Linked DNA regions of Callithrix jacchus: region 2 is linked to region 1. The links are chromatin contacts, called in public Hi-C maps. All regions are on one chromosome and are shown on one strand. Each heading gives the region's core, a stretch centred on a gene start, on an enhancer-like site or on the middle of the called end of the contact. The rest is flanking DNA. Distances are from core to core; before and after follow the strand shown. Region 1 has its middle 32 kb from the start of SLN. Region 2 overlaps LOC108593706 (a long non-coding RNA gene).

Evidence for each region. A called contact is a pair of places that touch in the nucleus more often than the background predicts.
Region 2: a Hi-C map of skeletal muscle shows a contact between it and region 1, with 4 times the contacts expected there. The contact joins two enhancer-like sites. A contact is called at or near these places in 2 of 3 Hi-C or Micro-C datasets (both in skeletal muscle).

What each region holds. Positions count from the first base shown.
Region 1 is chr10:7,505,906-7,509,239 of calJac240_pri, forward strand. No RefSeq gene overlaps it. Among named protein-coding and RNA genes, the nearest start is that of SLN, 32 kb to the right of the region's middle. Within about 2 kb of position 1,981, at least 1 of the 16 cell types and tissues checked has an H3K27ac peak or open chromatin away from gene starts, as enhancers often do. A contact at or near this core is called in skeletal muscle, where this site is marked.
Region 2 is chr10:7,581,221-7,584,247 of calJac240_pri, forward strand. The region is part of intron 2 of LOC108593706 (a long non-coding RNA gene); the gene reads left to right. Among named protein-coding and RNA genes, the nearest start is that of SLN, 43 kb to the left of the region's middle. Within about 2 kb of position 1,586, at least 1 of the 16 cell types and tissues checked has an H3K27ac peak or open chromatin away from gene starts, as enhancers often do. A contact at or near this core is called in skeletal muscle, where this site is marked.

The DNA.
Region 1 (3,334 bases), core at 731-3,230:
AAAGCATGTTTATTTAGTTATCAAATAAAAATAAATGCATGTTTATTTAGTCATCAGAATGCTCCTAAACAAACAACAGAGAGACAGAGTTTCACTCTGTCGCCCAGGCTGGAGTGCAGTGGCACGATCTTGGCTCACTGCAACCTCCACCCCCCGGGTTCAAGAAATTCTCCTGCCTCAGCCTCCTGAGTAGCTGGGACTACAGACGCCCACCATCAGGTCTGGCTAATTTTCATATTTTTAATAGAGATGGGATTTTGCCATGTTGGCCAGGCTGGTCTCAAATGCCTGACCTCAGGTGATTCACCCACCTCAGCCTTCCAAAGTGCTGGGACTACACATGTAAACCACCAGCCCGGCCTCTCTCTAATCTTAATAAACTCCCCTGCAAATCATTCCTCCTCTCCCACCCCCAGGGTCCACAGCCCACCCCCAACTGCCTACTCCCTGACTCATCCAGGTCCTTATGAATTTGAGTATGAACCATGTCTATGGACTCCAAATGGCTCCCCCACTACAACTTTCCACCATTAATCTGTTCTGCTCTCATCTGTTAAATTTAGCTTCCCATAGGCAGCTCTGATCACATTTTTCATTTGCTAAAAAACCCTCCTCGATTCCCCACAATTTTTATGTAAGAAAAATCACCTTTAGATGGTATGTTATCCTCAAGGCATTTGAAACAAACGGAGACAAGGCTCTTCTTAGAATGATGGGAACTTAGCATGCAGAAGGAATTTGGAAATTATCTAAACTGATTTCTTCCCCACATAGTTAAACTCACATTTTTAAAGCCCTATGCAGAATGAATTGGCGGGGACAGAGCATAAAGATGTTCCTGGTTTAACTTGGCAGACTGGACAGAATAAACTCACAGCGTAGATTTTGTTCAAACCTACGTCATCGTGTACTGCTGAATTCGCTTCCTCAAAGGCACTTAGCTTTCAATCTCTCCTCCCTTCAAACATTGTATCATGTCACACTACCACAGTTATATTTCTAAGACCTAAACCTACATCATGCCTTTGAGATCTTCCCATTCTTGCAAAATAAAGTCCATACTTGGCATTCAGATGGTGAAAACTCTCTGGTATCTAGTCTCAACAGAAGTAGCTAAGTGCAAACGTCTCTAGTTCATCACCCCTCCCTGTATCCCCGCCCTTTCTAATTTTACTTTGTAGCTCCTCCCATTAAAGGGTGGAGTCTGTTTCCCCAATCTTTGAATTTAGGCTGTTCTTTGACGCTCTTTGGTCAATAGAATGTGGTAGAAATGACAGAGTACCAATTCCAAACCTAGGTCTCAAAAGCCCTTGTCCATGTCCACTCACATTTGTGGAACCCTGCCACTGCCACATGAACAAGCCCACACTAGCCTACTAAATGATCAGAGACACAGGGCCCAGTCACCCGTATCCACCCAGCCAACATCCAGCCAATCACACACGTGTGAATGAGGCCACACTAGGCAAGCCAGCCCCCAGCATGACCCCCAAGTTTCTGCTTATTTATGACCAAGCCCAGATGAAATCAGTCACGTCTGACAGAAACCCCCAGAGGGCTTGTATAAACAATAATAAATACTTATTGCTTACTCCATTTGATTTAGGGTGATTTGTCATACAGCAGGAGCTAAATAAGACGCCAACGGACCCTCCCACTTCCCACTTTGTACTCTGATTCTTACCCCAGATTACTTGGTATTCCCTGAGTATCTCACAGTCGTGTGTCAATGACTTTATTATGCTGCATCCTCTGCCTAGAAGGCCCTTTTCTCTTTCCTGTCTTGTGAATATCTTTCAAGATCCAGCTCAAGTGTCATTCATTCATTCATCAGATACTGGGACAAGGCACTGAGGTCTCACCTCTGAGCAAAACAGCCTGTGCACTCAACCAGCTGACCGCTGAGGAAAAGGCATAGGCGTAAATAAGTCACTTCTTTCTTTCTCTAACTTCCTTGGGTAGACGTAAGTCCTTCTTATTCCTTTCCAAGCACTTTCATTCCTCGATTATAACACTTCTCACAGCGCGATGCCAGCCCTACCTTGGAAAGCTCTTATGAAGAGCAGATGAGATTACACAGGCAAAGCCTTCAGCGTGGTGCCGGAAGCACAGTGACTGGGAAATAAATGTTAGCTGTTGATAGTTTTAGTGAACACACACGCTCATCTCTCCTGCCTGACTGCATACAAGCTTCTTGAGAACAGGAACTGAGGCAAATTCAGCTTTGTGTCTGAATTACCTAAAGAGAGTATGTGCCTGGCACGTAATAAACGCTCATTAGATGTTTGTTGAGCAAACATCACCAGAAGTGTAAGAATTCAGAGCTGTTCAGTGGCCCTGGGGCTCTTGGGTTATACTGGGGCGCCCTCTGCTGTGTATGTGTTTATGTGTTGGGTATAAAGTGAAACTTTTAAGGAAGCCCGCAGGAAAGATTCCAGAAAGGCTCATTCCCGGCAAAGGGTTCTCAGCTTTGGGTGGGGGGCAGTGGGGGGGGGAGGGGGGGTACTACGTCTTGCTCCAGTTCTACACCTGGGGCCAGTTGGTTTGATCGCCGAAACCACCTGTGTTTGTGTTATTTACAGGGGGTTTCCTGCATTATTTGTTTCTTTCTTTTCTATTCTTTTTGGAGACAGGGTCTTGCTCTGTCGCCCAGGCTGGGATGCAGTAACCCAGTCATTGCTCACTGTAGCTTTGAACTTCTGGGTTCAAGTGATCCTCTCGCCTCAGATTTCTGACTGGCTGGGTCTATAGGCACATGCCACCACACCCAGTTAATTAAAAAAAATTTTTTTTTTAGAGGCCAGACATGGTGGCTTACGCCTGTAATCCCAGCACTTTGGGAGGCCAAGGCAGGCAAATCACAAGGTTAGGAGTTCAAGACCAGCCTGACCAATACGGTGAAACCTTGTCTCTAATAAAAAAAATACAAAATTAGCCAAGCATGGTGGCACGCACCTGTAGTCTCAGCTACTCAGGACGCTGAAGCAGAAGAATCACTTGAACCAAGTGGCAGAGATTGCAGTGAGCTGAGATGGCACCACTGCACTCCACCCTGGGTGACAGAGTGAGACTCCATCTCAAAAAAAAAATGTTTAGAGATGGAGTCTCACTGTGTTGCCCAGGCTGTTTGCAAACTCCTGGCCTCAGGTGATTCTCCTACCTCGTCCTCCAAAAGTACTGAGATTATAGGCATGTTATTTGTTATTTGAAGAAACAAAATGTTTTGGCTTAGATTTCTGTATCTTGTTTAGGTCATAAATAAACCCTTCAGAAGAAATAAAGTAATAAGAAAATAAAGAGAGATGGTGGAATAGATGAAAGGATAGATCACCCG
Region 2 (3,027 bases), core at 336-2,835, 75 kb after region 1:
TTCTACTCATTAGCAATTGATCTTGGACTAGTTAAAGTCCTACAATCTCTATTTTTTTTAGGTCTCACCTCATGTAGTAATTGTGAAAATTAAATAACACAACATGCAAAATCATCTATGAGATTTGTTGTTGTACAAAGTAAGTATAATCTAGAGGCAGCATAGTGTGTAGTCAAATGTCAATCAGCTTCTGCTGCTTAACAAACTCTCCCAGAGCTCAGTGGCTTCAAACAACATAATTGATTTACTTTATGTTTTTGTGGGTTGGCAATTTGGGCTGCAGTCAGCTGAAGAGTTCTGGGAGTTGTCTACTGCTAACACGTGTCTCTCATAAGCCAGCAGGGTAGTCTAGGCTTGTTCACATGGCAGCAGGCTGGGTCTCAAGGGTCATATAAGAAGCGTGTATGGGATGGTTTGGATCTGTGTCCTCACCTATATCACATGTTGAATTGTAGTTCCCAGTGCTGGAGGGGAGGCCTGGTGGAAGGTGGTGGGGTCATGGGAGAATATTTCTCACAAATGGTTTAGTATCATCCTCTTGGGACTGTCCTCCCAATAGTGAGTGAGTTCCTGTGAGATGCGGTCATTTAAAAATGTGCAGAACCTTCTGACTACTTATGATCGTCATGGCAGACGGGAGGTAGGACTAGATCGCAGCTGTGACTTGAATGGACAGAGCAGTGTATGGAGGCTTGCATGGTGAATTTAAGCTGCAGAAGGACTGCAAGAACAAACCAGGAACCCCAGGAAGACCCACGGACCCTCTGAGGGAAGCAGACTGCTCCTGCAGGACCAGGGAGACACCCTAAACACTGTGCCCAAATTGTGGAAGTGGGAAAGGGAGATCCTCCACTCCTGAACACACACCCCCACTGGGGAAACTGAAGGTCTAGTTTCTGAGAGAATTTTCCAACCATACCTGGAGCTGAGTCAATTTAGAGAGCCAAGCAAAATACAGGGGTAGAGGAAGCAGCAAGAAAGGTCCTGGGAGCTCGCTGGGTCTCCCAGAAGCGCACTCCTGCCTGGCACCACAAAGATCCTTCAGGAGGGTGGACCGAGGTGCAGGAGGAAAACACCACGGGGAGCAGGAAGTCCCTGGGTGAACTTTGTAACAATTTGAACCCTGTGAGAAGCCTCCTGGCCAGAACTCAGGGGAGGGTGCAAATCTGGTGTGCAGACTCCACAGGTGGAGGAAGAACCAAAGGCCTTTACTTTTGCTACTGGGAGGCGGGTAACCTGGGGCAAGTTCTCAAGTCCTGCTTACCCACTGCCTGGAAACAGACTCAGGGCTGTTGAGAGGGGCACAGTGGGAGTGAGACCGACCCTTTGGATTATGTGGGAGCTGAGTGAGGCCTGTGGCTGCCAGCTTTCCCACACTTCCCTGACAACCTACATGACTCAGCAGAGGCAGCCATAATCCTCCTAAGTAACAACTCCAGTGACCCGGGAGCCTCACCTCCATGCCTCACAGCAACTGCAGCAAGACCCACCCAAGGAGAATCTAGGCTCAGACACACCTAGCCCTGCCTCCACCTGACCAACCCTGGTAGCTAAAGACAAAGGGAAAATATTCTTGGGAGTTCTAGGGCCCTGCCCACCACCAGGTCCTCGCCATACTACCACAGCTGATGCTCTCTGGACCGTGCCAACATCCTCCAAGGGATTGGCAGGAGGCCAACCAGCACAAAAATAGACCGTTAAACCACCAAGGCTAAGAACCCTCACAGAGTCCATTTCACCAGCCTGCCACCTCCACCGGAACAGGTGCCGGTGTGCACGGCTGAGACCCACAGATGGTTCACATCACAGGACTCTGTGCAGGCATCCCTCAGGACCAGCCTGCTGCCTGGTAGACTTGCTGGTGGCGAGACCCAGAAGACAGATAGCAACAATCACTGCAGCTCAGCTCACAGGAAGCCACATCCATATGAAAGGGAGACTATATATTAAGGGAACACCCCATGGGACCAAAGAATCTGAACAACAGCCTTCAGCCCAAGACTTTCCCTCAGACAGAGCCTGCCTGACTGAGAAGGAACCAGAAGACCAACTCTGATAATATGACAAAACAAGGCTCCTTAACACCTCCCCCTCCCCCCAAAAAATCACACTAGATCACCAGCAGTGGATCCAAAACAAGAAGAAATCCCTGATTTACCTGAAAAAGAATTCAGGAGGTTAGTTATTAAGCTAGTCAGGGAGGCAGCAGACAAAGGTGAATTCCAATGCAAGGAAATCCAAAAACATGGCACAAGAAGCAAAGGGAGAAATATTTGAGGAAATCACATAAAGAAAAAGCAATCAAAGCTTCAGGTAACATTGGACACACTTACAGAAATTCAAAATGCTCTGGAAAGTCTCAGCAGTAGAATTGAAAAAGTAGAAGAAAGAAATTCAGAACTTGAAGGTCTGAATTAACCCAATCCAACAAAGATTTAAAAAGAGAGAGAATAAGAAAATATGAAAGCCGGGCCGGGCGCGGTGGCTCACGCCTGTAATCCCAGCACTTTGGGAGGCTGAGGCGGGTGGATCACAAGATCAAGAGATCGAGACCATCCTGGTCAACATGGTGAAACACCGTCTCTACTAAAAATACAAAAATTAGCTGGGCATGGTGGCGCGTGCCTGTAATCCCAGCTGCTCGGGAGGCTGAGGCAGGAGAATTGCCTGAACCCAGGAGGCGGAGGTTGCGGTGAGCCGAGATCGCGCCATTGCACTCCAGCCTGGGTAACAAGAGCGAAACTCCGTCTCAAAAAAAAAAAAAAAAGAAAGAAAGAAAGAAAAAAAAGAAAATATGAAAGCCTCCAAGAAGTCTGGGTTTATGTTGACCAAACTTAAGAATAATCAGTGTTCCTGAGGAAGAAGAGAAATCTAAAAGTTTGGAAAACATATTTGGGGAAATAAGGAAAACTTCCCACTCTTACTAGAGACCTAGACATCCAAATACAAGAAGCACAAAGAGCACCTGGGAAATTAATCGTAGAAAGTTCATCACCAAGGTGCAGTGTCATCAGGTTATCTACAGTG